Linked DNA regions of Mus musculus: region 2 is linked to region 1. The links are chromatin contacts, called in public Hi-C maps. All regions are on one chromosome and are shown on one strand. Each heading gives the region's core, a stretch centred on a gene start, on an enhancer-like site or on the middle of the called end of the contact. The rest is flanking DNA. Distances are from core to core; before and after follow the strand shown.

The links. A called contact is a pair of places that touch in the nucleus more often than the background predicts.
Region 2: a contact with region 1 is called in a Hi-C map of muscle stem cells, with 2.2 times the contacts expected there. The contact joins two enhancer-like sites. A contact is called at or near these places in 3 of 484 Hi-C or Micro-C datasets (cortical neurons, muscle stem cells and myocytes).

Annotation. Positions count from the first base shown.
Region 1 is chr4:151,272,451-151,278,906 of GRCm38.p6, reverse strand. The region is part of intron 6 of Camta1 (calmodulin binding transcription activator 1); the gene reads left to right. Among named protein-coding and RNA genes, the nearest start is that of Gm45960, 52 kb to the right of the region's middle. Within about 2 kb of position 3,331, at least 53 of the 459 cell types and tissues checked have an H3K27ac peak or open chromatin away from gene starts, as enhancers often do. A contact at or near this core is called in muscle stem cells and myocytes, where this site is marked.
Region 2 is chr4:151,408,358-151,414,813 of GRCm38.p6, reverse strand. The region is part of intron 5 of Camta1 (calmodulin binding transcription activator 1); the gene reads left to right. Among named protein-coding and RNA genes, the nearest start is that of Gm30344, 45 kb to the left of the region's middle. Within about 2 kb of position 2,968, at least 76 of the 459 cell types and tissues checked have an H3K27ac peak or open chromatin away from gene starts, as enhancers often do. A contact at or near this core is called in muscle stem cells and myocytes, where this site is marked.

The DNA of each region.
Region 1 (6,456 bases), core at 2,082-4,581:
AATGCAGGGAGCTGCCATGGTTTCCTGAGTATGCTCTGGTCATTAGAAGAAGCCTAAGTGAGGAAGGACTTCTAGTCTCTCTGCAAACTGGTCCCTGTCATATCTTAATCTTTCAATCCTGACTCTATCTACTGTCCCAAAATCCTGTATACTCCTGTGCTAGGCTTCTGTCACTTGCCATGACATTACCATCCTTATGACATTACCTACCCTAGAGGGGAAGGCCCATAATAGAAGGAAGGCTGGAGGGGGCTAGCAGTCTCCTGCTGTTCCCTGGAGCTCTTCCCAGTTCACTCTCAAAGCTGGATTTGCAAGACCCTGGGGTCAGGACAGACAACCTAATAAGGGAGTTGTGCACTGTGACCCCCCCTCCCTCTCCTACAGTCCTTCCCCCTCCTGAGAAGCAGGTTTACAATTCTGAGGTATAGTTTGAAGTGGCTTTGGAGTGAAGCTAAGGTCTCTGGAAGTCTCTAGGGTGCCCTGAAGTCTTACCCTTGGGAGACAGAAATCTCTATGAGGTTAGCTTGGAAGCTTGAGAGGAAATCCAGGGTAAGACATATTTGCTGATCATGAATTGCAAGCAGATTGCCTGGTTTAGAAACTGAGTTCTTACATGGTCATTTGCAAAGAAATAAGCTTTGACTGAGCCTCTTACTGCTGGGGTGTGGCTCTGGGGCTCAACTGTGATCTGTCCCCCCCACCCCACCCCCCGATCTGAGTGCTAAGATTAATGGTTCTGGGAGCACAATGTTCTGTGCCCTATGTGACTATAAATTGAGCATGTCCTCTATCCCAAACTCTGATCCCAGGCTGGCCATCAGGGAGGGCACCTTCAATAGCTCCAGAGGGCTTCAGAATTCCAAGTCAGGAGACTGAGCCAACCCAATGAAGTCCCCATGGATACAGCAGCCTGGCTAAAGGGTAGGAGGCTGGGAGAGACTTCAGTTTAGCTCTGGGAACTGTCCCTACATCAGCTGCTAATAGTGTTCAGCCCCAATTCCCTGAAGGTTGGTGAGAGCCTGCATCTTGCTATATGTGGCATAGGGCTAGAAGACAAAGACCATATGTCCTTATTGGTCTCCTGGCAAGTTTAGGGCATCTCAGCTGTACAAGAGACAAAAGACAAGGCCTGAAGACAGCAGCACCACCTAGAAGCAACCCCTGGAATGGGCTTCACCCTGTCCTGCACACTCAAAATATCACCTGACCCTACCGCAATGGGAGCAGAGGACCTAGCTGTCACTCCATCCCTGACCCTTGGGTATACAGGCCAGAAAGAATCCTATCTTGCTCCACTAAAAGCTAACTCTGCCCCGCCCGGGTAGGTAGTAATTGCACCCAAGTGCTGAGCTGACAAGCTTCAGACCCCAGCATTCACTCCTAGGCAAACAAAGGAGATAGAACAGCTGCCTACAGACTGCAGATTGTGCTCCGAGCTGGTACCAGCTCACCCAGGTGATGGTACAAGGTCGATAGGGTCCCCAAGCCCCACAGCTCCCAGAGTTTTATGGGAACATGAGCAACTCCTTAAAAGGGTTCAGGGAAAACGGGTAACCAGAATGCACCCTAGGAGCTGAGATCTCTGGCTCCTCTCAAAGACAGGAAGCTGCCACTCTGAGATAGACCCTGATCCTACTTCTGAAAGCACACAAGGCTGTGTCACTTCAGGCTGATTAACTCCAGACCTGGGCTCTGTTTCTCTATAGGATGGTGCATTTCAGTCAGAAGGGTTCAAAGAGACAGCGCAGCTGAGACACAGGCAAGCTGCAGGTGGTAACCTTAGTTGCTGTCATCTTGAGAGCTCTGGGCCATCACCCTCAGCTTGGCCCCAGGGAGCCTGCATCCCAAATCCTTTCCTCTGTGATGGTCTCCAACAGTTCTCATTCTGCTCCTACCAGATTGTTTCCCACATTCACAGCTGATGCCCTTACCAGGCTAGGGTTCCTTTTCTCCATGTGTCCTTCCAGATAACTGTAGGAGTGTCCTCAGAGCTGCCCAGCTAGCCTAGGAGCAGGTCAGGCCCCTATCTAGCACCTTCTAAGAAACCAAGTTTGTGAAAATCGGCCATCATTGTTCAGCTACCATCCATGTGGCCTGGCCACCCACCTGGTCTGCCCACCCACCTGGCCTGCCCACTCATCTGACCTGCCCACCCACCTGGCCTGCCCACTCACCTGACCTGCCCACTCACCTGGCTTACCCACCCACCTGACCTGCCCACCCACCTGGCCTGCCCACCCACCTGGCATGACAACCAACTGGTCTGCCCCACCCGGCCTGCCCACCCACCTGGCCTGCCCACTCATCTGACCTGTCCACCCACCTGGCCTGCCCACTCACCTGACCTGCCCACTCATCTGGCTTCCCCACCCACCTGACCTCCCCACCCACCTGGCCTGCCCACTCATCTGACCTGTCCACCCACCTGGCCTGCCCACTCACCTGACCTGCCCACTCACCTGGCTTCCCCACCTACCTGACCTGCCCACCCACCTGGCCTGCCCATTCATCTGACCTGCCCACCCACCTGGCCTGTCCACCCACCTGGCATGACAACCAACTGGCCTGCCCCACCTGGCCTGCCCACTTACCTTTCTTGCCCACTCACCTGGCCTTGCCCTTCCTGTGTCTTGGTATCTCACACTAAACCTGATAACGTCAGCATATCTTGTCACAGCATCCTCATGGCAGCTGCCTCTCAGACATGTCATAGCAGCCACTGCCACTGGTCCAGGAGGATAAGGAGATACCCATACCCAAGCCTCCTGACAAGACAGGAGTCCCATGTGCTGCCACTACTCTGGCTCTGTGACACCCTACCATGGCCTGCTTCCTAGAAGCAGCTATCTTAATGTGGGAGTGGGTTCCAAGCAGGCACCCCTTCCACCAAAGCCATCACCCTGAAAATGAAGTCATGCAACAGCCTAGGGTCAAGGCTGCAGCAGAGAGAGAGAGTCCAGTCCCCTTGGGCAGATATGGCCTTTTACAGGACTGACCACTGCTGGGATCCTCTGAGGCTCTGGACCTCACGTGGAGTGGCCACGCCGAGTCACGTCCTTCAGTCCACACTACACAAACACACCTCAGGCCATGCAGGTGGCCCCTTTTTATCTGGGAAGATTTCAGCACCATTGGCAGTACCGGGGTAGGGGGTAGAAACCAGCTGCCCAGAGCCTCGTTTTACAGAGGAAAGCGATCACCCAGAGAGGTCCCCACTTATCTGGGAATGCCCATGACTTGGCAGAAGAGCTGGGCTGAAGCCCTGCATCCGCAACGCTAAGCCAGGCGTCTTTCTGGACTGCCCCTCTCCACACAGACTGTGTGTGAGTCACAGAATTTCTAACATTCTGGGCTAGCTTCCCAGGACGCCCCAGCATGCGGCTCAGCTGCCAGCCGCTGGTGTCTGATCAGAGAATACAACCTCACAACATTAGCCCGAGTCGGGCTTAATCAGATAAAGGATCCGCTGCCAGCAACACACGGAGCTTCCCCGGCTCCAGAAAGGATGCTCGAGTTCAGCTGCTGTTTGGGATGAAGGCTCTTTTTGGGAGCTAGGCGCCTGCCCTTCTGCTGGGGAGGTATATGGAAAGATGGCCAGATTTTGTCCTGCCCAGCAGGGTGGTGCTGGCAAGTAGCCAGCTAGCAGACCTCTAGAAGAAAGTGAAAACGGATGCCTGGTCTGGGGGTTCCCAGTTTCCATGCTGCTGACTGGGAGCTCCCAGTGGACCCTAGCAGGCAGCTCCTGAAAGCCAGGGGTGCCATGGCAGGCTGGCAATAGCACACCACAGTGTCGGCCCAGACTGGAGGTTATGTCTGGTGTCTGAAGGCTTGTTTGAGCCTCTCCACATCTGGTTGTGACTAGTGACACTTGTACCTTGGTAGATGAAAGGCAGAATCTGTCTTGAATCTCCATGGGAATGGCAGCCCAGCACCACGCAGGGATCTGGGGGTGGAGATCTGAGGTTCAGTGTCATCCCTAGACCTAAGGCCTTGGCTTACAATGCCAGGGTGATGCCAGGCCCCCGCCCGTCAGCTCCAGCCTTCAGTCTCCTCCTCGCTATGCCTTGGATGACTACAGTTGACCTTTAGCAGGGGTCGTGGCAATGCCACTGTGGGGGTTTCCCTCACTGAGCCAGGTCTTCCCCCCCTTTGGTTGGTCCCATTCCCTCTTTACCCCTCCAGCTCCTGCAGGGAAGGAGCTGTGGCCAAGCCCAACCTCCCGGGATGCCCTTGGGAGAGCTCCCAGAGACAGGAGCAGGAGGAAGGGCTTCCTGCTGGCCTTCCCAGCGTGCCCAAGCACAGACGAGAAACCCAACTCTACCCTTATTTCTTTGGAAAAGTAGCTTAACTTTGAAAAAGTACCCTAGTTTCTTGGTGTGGTCAGTGGAGATACAAAGTTAGTTATTGTTAGAGGAGAGGCCTTAACACACAGAGCACTTAGCATGGCCATGACATAGCGCAGTGCTAGTAAACTAGATGCTTTGGACAGCAATGTTGTGTGTGCATGCACATACACAACATGATACATGTATTATAATATGGACATGTGTACATACATATAATATATATATACACATACACAGTATAAACATGTATATATACAACATACCTGACATGCATGCATACATTGTACATATATAGTAAATTATTACATGTGTATACTTATCACATATACACACAAGCACATGTGTGTACGCATGCATGCACAACATATATGTGTATGCATAAGTGTGCATGTACACACATGGTATATACATACAATCACACTCCCTGTACTCCCAGCACCATGTGAACTTTGACTCCAGAAGGACACACCTTGCAGAGTCGTGGCCATGTGGGCGCCTCTCTGCTAAGCAGGGATAGGAGTCCAGAACAGTCATCTCTTCAAGACTGGTCTAGACCTCTTGTCATCTCTGGGGAATTCTGGGTGCTCTTGAGTGCCACTCACAATCCATCTTTCTTGGAAATCTGCTGGAAAGGTGTGTGAGCACAGAAGGCTTGGAGCTCTTCCCTGAGCCTCCCTCCACCCTGGTGTAGACGGACTCCCCACTCAGGCCCTCTGCGGAGTACACATCCTCCCTTCTCTGGCTTTTCCTGCAAGTTGACAGTGTCCTGCCTGCTTCTCCGAGGAAGACAGATGTCAATGCAAGCAAGCCTCCAAGTGAGCGAGGGGCCCTCCGTGCTGCTTAAGTACTCTGAATCAGAAGTCAGTCAGCCAGTTCTCCAAAGGACCATGGGACAGGGCCTTCTCGCTGACACAGGAAGGGCATCAGGCAGAGCCCAGATCAGACAGATGGGCTAGAGATTTGGAGAAGACAAGGCAGGAGTGGGTTTGGGGAGCCATGGTAAGGAAAATGCTTGTCCCAAAGCGACCCCCACTTCCCTGTTATGAACAGGGCCAGTTCCACTCTCTGTCTCCATGGGCTATGGTCAACCTGGCCAAAAATATCTTCTATGGGTGGCATTCTTCCTTTTGGATCCCAGAAGATCCTGGAGAGCCTTCTCTCTGGCAGAGGACAGTGACAAGGGAAGAGCTGTCTGGCCCAAGACTCCCTGCCAGGCATGGCCCCTGTCCTCTGGATTTGTCCTTCCGCAACAGTCTCCTGCTGCCCTGAACAGCCCCCTGCAGGCCCTCTCCCACAGAAACCTTACAGGAATCTGAACGTGTGCTATGGCTCCTGAGCCTGAGCAATACCATCCTCGGGGGGCATGGCAATCTGGTAGGATGCTGCCCTGTGGAACTGAACACTGGTGATTGTCCCGATGATGTCCCTCGTTGCTCCTCTGTTGCCCAGTCCTTGACCTTGGACATGTTGAGTAGGGGACCCTTAGCTACTCTACCTGTGAGCGGGTCTTGCAAGTCTTGTCTTGCAGAGGGTCTGTTTTTAAAACTTGTATGAAGCCACCCGTGTAAAAGGTACACACACATGTCACCTTGGCTCCCTATGTGACCTCTGGGCCTCAGTTTCCTTGATTTCATTCAAACAATGGATCTTGGAACCTACATGTTCTCCTTTCCTTCCTCCTCGGTGGCCACCCATGCTCAGCCCTGACACAGCCAGTGCCTCCTACTGCCACCCAAGGCTTCCCAGGCCTTGGGGACTCTCCCCACGGTAGTTGCCAGACTCTATGGCTCCCGTGCACAGAGGAAATAGGACAAGTTTGGGGTGGTCTATCCTCTTGTCTCTGTGCCCCATTTCCAGAGGCCGAACTTCTTCTAATTCCAGAATGCAGAGAGTGAACTGTATAGTACTTTCCAGAGGGATCCATATATATCCACATCCAAGATATCTTTCAGGGCATCACTGTGTGGGGAGGGAAAAGGCTGCCAGGGTCTGGAATTACTTTGACAACTCTCGTGCATCGAGAATGTACAAACCGGTTCCCAGAGAACATAATGCCAGGTTTGGGAGTCTAGAGAAATTTGCTCTTTGGACATCAATGTAAGAGTTGGGC
Region 2 (6,456 bases), core at 1,719-4,218, 140 kb before region 1:
CAGGTTTGGTCTTAAGGGAGGAGGATGCATCAGAGACGATTCTGAAGTTGAGGAGGTAAGAAACTGGCTGAGTGGTGGTACCATGAGCAGGCTAGAGTACTATGGGAAGGGAAGACATTCTTTAGGGCATTGTAACAGTGACATCCAAGTACAGGAATTGAATAGCCCATTGGCTCTCCAAGTCTGAGGCTCCAGCGAGGGAGCATTCAGACCAGAGAGGCAGATGCTTGAAGTCATCGATCATGGATGACTACCAAAAGAAAGAGTATAAAGAAGGGAAAATGACCAAGGACCCAGGCTCGCACAGAAAACATTTAGCATTCAAGAAGAAAGGGAAAGTTGGCAAAGGAAATAGAGACACGGGGACTTAAGGAGGGGGAAAAAACCAGGGGACTGTCACTTGGAAGCCAAGTTCAGAGAGACTGCCAAGGTGGAAGGAGGGTTGATTGAACCAAACTTCTGATGACAATGGCTGAGGAGGGGGGAGGTGACCACCTGGGAAGATAACTCTGTAACATTGTAGTCTTAGAAAGATCCTGGCTTAATGATGATGTGCTTGCCTAGAAAGTCCATGGTCCAGGTCTCAGCCCCAGCACTGGAAAAACCCAAACACCCCTTTAAAAAGATTTATTTTTTTATTGTGTGTGTTTGTGCATGTGTGCAGACACGAGTGCAGGTGCCCTCAGTGGTCACAGGGGGACACATGCTGACCAGGCTCTCTACCACTGAGCTACTGTCAGCCCAGGGTCTTTGTTTTAAAGATTTCTTTTCTCAGTTGTTAATTGCCCCCCTCCCACCCCCACCACTCCCATCTGAAGCTTGGTATAGCTGAGCCTCCCTTCCCACTGTGTCTGTCCCTCTCTGAATTTGGCTTCTGGGATACTATAATCAGATCTCATAGAGTTAGAGTTACAAGTGATTGTCAGCCTTCTGATGTGGCGCGGGAACAGAACAATATCCTCTGCAAGCGCAGTACGTGCTTCTAACAGCTAGGCAACCTCCCCAGCGCCCCAAACCAACGAGCCAGAAAGAGCCCAACTTTGCAAAACCAAGCCCCTCCCCATCCGAAAGCCCCTTTTGATCTTGATTAAGAAATCTGGAGATCAATTCAACCTGGGTACATGATGATGCATGGCCAAGAGAGCTACTTTGGAAGGCAGATGTAGGGAGTCTGTTTTCCAGTAGGACATTGAGTCTGTTACTCAAACCAAAGGTCCTCTGAGGGACAGATTTGGGTTGAGTCTTTATTTTGCCATTTGAAGATTTCTGGCACCTTATTATGGTTAGTGGTCCTCGATCCCAAGGCGTGTCCTGTCTGGACTCTTGAGTGATCGTTCCATGTACATAGCAAAGGTTTTCTAATCCAGATAGGAAGGAATTCAAAGGTCCTCATTTCTACCCATGCTCAGCTTGGGTCTCTGCATGTGGGCAGCTTTGCCTTCTACCAGGTGCCTTCCAGGGACCTCCAGGCCATCCGTCTCTGCAGATCCTACTCTGTGGATCCCCCTACATACATCCCTCTCTGTAGAGCCCAAATGGGCAATGACCACCCCCAATTCTGATTTTTTTTTCTTTTCTGTGATTAGGCAGGCTACTGGCTTCAACTCTCCATGGAATGGTTCAGAAAACTGGGCAAACCTGGGGCGTACCCTGCGCTTTCTCTCTCACAGGCCCAGGGCCTGAAAAGTGTGTTCTCTGATAATAACATCTGCAGGGGGCTTTGCCAAGATCTGTGCTTGTCTGCAGAGGCAAGGCAGGTACTACAACAGTCCTTGCTGCAGATGGAGCCTCTGTCTCTGTCTCTCCATCCTTCCCCCCTCTGTCCCTCACTGTCTCTGTCTGTCTCTGTCCCTCTCTGTCTCTCTGTCTCTCTCTCTCTCTCTCTGAGTGTGTGTGTGTGTGTGTGTGTGTGTGTGTGTGCGCGCGCGTGCATTCGCGCACGTAAAAGCAAGACAGGTACTACACCAGTTCTCACTGCAGCTGGAGCCTGAGACTCTTTGATTTAATCTTTACAGCTCTTCCCATTTCCTGCAGCAGTGCCTTACAGGACAGCTCCATGTGCTTGCCTGTGTGTGCGTGCGTGCATGTATGAGTGTGAGTGGGCATGTGCATGTGTGTGTGTTGCGTGTGTGTCTTGGGATGTGGTTCGGGGTTTCGGGTTGAAATGAAGCCAGTGGAAATGATTTGTGACTGAAATGAACAAAGCCTGTTAGATTCTTCAGTTACAGTCATGGGAATTCTCAGGGAAAGAACACCAGGAATTCCCTGGGAAGTCCTGGGAGGGGGACGGCGAGCTATGGGGCTGAGGGCAAGGGTGGGCTCCTCCTGAGATACACAGGATAAGAGTCAAGACAGAATGGTGCCTGGTGCAGCAGCTAGGCTGTACCCCAGCCTCAGGCTCCCCCAGAGATGCCTGGTATGGCCTCTCACAGGTGACAGAACTCCCCACCTTCCTTCATTCTGAAGCTTCTATTGGTCCCACTGAAGCCCCTGAGGTCTCGAGAAATACGTTTCCTACTCTTAGACATAATAATTATGTCTTCTGGCTGAAAGTTGGGATTGCGAGGTGACCCACAGGGGGCCGGTTGGGGCAGCCTCCCTCCTGGAAATCTGTCCACACTGGTTCCTTTCTCCAGCTTCAAGAACACGACTTCCATACGCAGTACCTTGGGAAGGCACTGCTCCTTCATGGCACAGCAGTTGCATGAAGCAGTAGCTTCCTGGCTTTATGTAAAAGGTACTCTGTATGCTGGAAAACGTGATTGAAAGCCGCAGACCGCGCCATCTGAAATCATCTTTGCCTCTGCGCCGCAGACCGAGCCACCCGCAATCTCTTGCCTTTCCTTTTCATGTATGACTCAGTTGGAGCTATGCCGGGGGGGGGGAGGGTCCAGCCTGCCCCACTAATCCCTGCTTTCGCTGGAATTCTCCCACTTGTTTATGGTCTGGGCAATTTGCCTCCCGCTACCGTGTGACTCAGAACTATTTCCAATACCCGGAGCCTGCAGCTCCCCAGAGTCAACAGCTGGTGTGGGTGGGTCTCATTTGCCTGGAATCTTCCACCAAAGCCCTCCACCTCCGTCTCCTCCCTGGCTGCCTTAAGCAGCAGTGCCCTGCTCCAAAATGGAACAGGAGCCTGGTTCTCAGACCAGGCAGAGGGAGGCCCTAGGATGTCCCCATCCTGCTGGCTTCGAACACTTCTTTATTATTTTCTCATTTTGCTTTTATGCCTCCTTTGGATCAGGGCAGACCCTGGTTTTATTGTGGGGGCTCTACAGGGGGTAAATAACAGAAAATAATGGACATGAATTTAATCCTGGGGTCTTAGGAGGAACCCCGTGGTGCCATGTGGTGAAGGGTTCCCAGACGCCTCCGCGCCGCTCACTTTACAGAGAACTTAAGATCATTGGGACTTGGACTGACTGTTGTTCTTGTATCTCCAGTCATCATAATGTGGAATGAAGAAAAAAAAAAAAAGTCTGTTATGCATTTACTTTAGAATGAGGCAGCCACTGTGTGATTTCCATTTGAGTTTGCATTCTCTTTTAAAGACTCTCTTCACAATAAAGCTAGAGACTGCACGCCCCGTGACTCCCAGGCTCCCTTCTGGAAGCAGCTTCACCAGAGACTCACATGACTAAAGCTGGCTTCCATCCTCCAGGCCTGGAGGGAGCCACATGGTCTCTCCTTCCTTTCTTCTTCCTTTGCTCCTAGTCCACCCTGCTCTGGCTGCTCAACCCCACAGAACCCTTCGACATTGAATGCATCAGCAAATCAGTACCTCTAACTACAATAATAGTTTATAGCATCGGACCCGAAGCAGCGAAAGATTGTGAACGATTAGCCGACAGTAAGAGGAGACAAGTGGACTGGGGTTCTGTCATCGGTGGGTGACATGTTCATGCTCTCTTGGTCCAAAGTGATTCCCAAGCAACTTTATTTGACTAGACCGCGTTGCACTCAAAGTAAATATTAATTCCATTATGCCATAAACTTTTATTTATCATGACAGCAAGTCATAAAGTCCTCTTGCTAGAATATCGCTTTTAAATTGCGTATCATAGATGAGATACAGCACACATTGGATTCAAGCGGCAATTACCCACTATTCTTTATGCGAGCCCATGTTAAATGCACCTTCCGATAGGAGCCACAGCCCGAGCGTTTGCAGGGAGCCTTCCACGCCATTATTTGGGAACACAGATATATGAGTTGGTGTCACAGAGGAGCCCCCACAGCAGGGGCCGGCCCCCATGACCAAAGTACAGCAAGACACCTGGCATGAGAAGTGTTCTTTGCAGAGGGGCTGGCTTTTTAAATTACATAAACTGCTCATTAAAAGTGTCTGGCAATTGCCTTGCTCTGTGTTGTTAGGAGAAGCATGGGTTTTAATTATTCTTTTTTTTTTTTAATTCGTAGTGCAATTGGACTCGCTGAGAGTGATAGTTTGAAAATATGCACCCACTTTAATTGTACTGAGTGAAAACAGATGAATATTTATCAAACTGTTGGGAACTCTAAGGGGTCTTGTGGGTGACCATGGGGGCACCCCAGATGAGGTCTGGGGGAGTCTCTCCTGGCAAAGGGAAGATTCTGGTACTGCTTGACCAACAGATGATATATGGAATCTGGTGCGTGTCCGAGAATCGATGTAGCATCTTCAAGAAGGTCCCTCTCCGTCACCCATAATACAGACAGCCTAAGGAATGCCAGTTTCCTCATGACTTCTTTGGAGAGAGAGGTTAGTATATTAGTCAGGGTTTCTATTCCTGCACAAACATCATGACCAAGAAGCAGTTGGGGAGGAAAGGGTTTATTCAGCTTACACTTCCATACCAAGGAAGTCAGGACTGGAACTCGAGCAGGTCAGAAAGCAGGAGCTGATGCAGAAGCCATGGAGGGATGTTCTTTACTGGCTTGCTTCTCCTGGCTTGCTCAGCCTGCTCTCTTATAGAACCCAAAACTACTAGCCCAGAGATGGTCCCACCCACAAGGGGCCTTTCCCCCTTGATCACTAATTGAGAAAATGCCTTACAGTTGGATCTCATGGAGGCATTTCCTTGACTGAAGCTCCTTTCTCTGTGATAACTCCAGCTGTGTCAAGTTGACACAAAACTAGCCAGTACAGGTAGGTAGGTAGGCATGATGGACTCTCTGGGGGCAGGGGCGGGGTGGGTGGAAGACACTCGGATATATGCTCAATGGATGCCTTCCTCTCTGGTCCGTTTTTATAAGGACAGCTTGGCCTCGGAGCTCTCTGGGCTGCCAGGCTAGCTCCTCTTCTGCAGTGGAGGCCTCTACCTGCCAAGCCTCACTCAGGGCCAAGCTGTGCTGAGCTCCAGGTTGGAATGTGGGCTTTCCCAGGCCCCTGGGCCAGGCTCCTGTCGTCTGGCACACAGGGTTGAAGACTTGAGAGACCAGAGCCATGGCTTTAGGGTCTGTATAGACTCCTCTGCAACTACCACTCTGAGGATGCCGCCCCTTGAAAGGCAGTTATTTTAGGACTCACATTGGGAAAGACATGGGTTTTCTGCTCCCATGATAAAATGGTGTACTTGTCAATATGGCAACAGCATTGATCATGTTTTCAACAGGGTCCCTTGCCTTAGTTAGCCTCTGTTAGAAAGTCTTGCACTTTGAAGCAGGGTGGTGCCTTAGCATCTGGTTCATGCTGCTAAGCCCCTCCCACAGGGGGCCGTCCCTTCTCCCCCTGTGGTTCAGGCTGCTAAGCCCCTCCCACGGGGGCATCCCTTCTCCCACTTGGAGCAGCTCACTCTGGTTGACAGCAGTGGGAACAAGCTTTGTGCTTCCAGCTCTGCGGTTGTGGTAAAGCCAAGTCCGTTTCTCCTCTTTCTGTCACCTGTTTTATGCATGTGGCACTCTGTTCCAGGCCAGACGTCGGGTGACATGAAAGATCCTCTAAGCACACGCTGCCACGCCAGCTGTCATTAACCAACCACTAGTTGTGCCTTTATAAATTTTTACACATCACTAAATTATAAATATGCGATGCTGATGGTAATGAAATATGCACCTATAATATCTGCAGTTATGAGATTTATATTTTCTCAGGCATATGCTACAGATTGGAAGGAGGTGGGGGGCATCATCTGTTTCCAAGTTAGAGCCCCTGTTGTGCTTCTATGCCAGGGCTCCTCATAAGGTGCCTTCCCCTCAAGGAGGGTCTTTGGGGAGCCTCTCCCAGGTGTTGGGGCTTGGTTCCTCTCCTGTGAATCATTCCTGTGGACTTATTAAGCCTGCCCTGCTAGATCCCCCCATCTCAGCCTCGCACTGGATCGTAACTGCACAACTGAAAGAGGTTTTCCATCTGTAGGGCCAGTCCTGGAGTAGGACACATGCCAGAGGGTGACGGTGTCCTAGGATGAGGGCCAGAGGGGAAGGGTGTTCAAGTGCTATGGGTACAAGGATGGCCTTGGACACACCTGTGACCTCTGT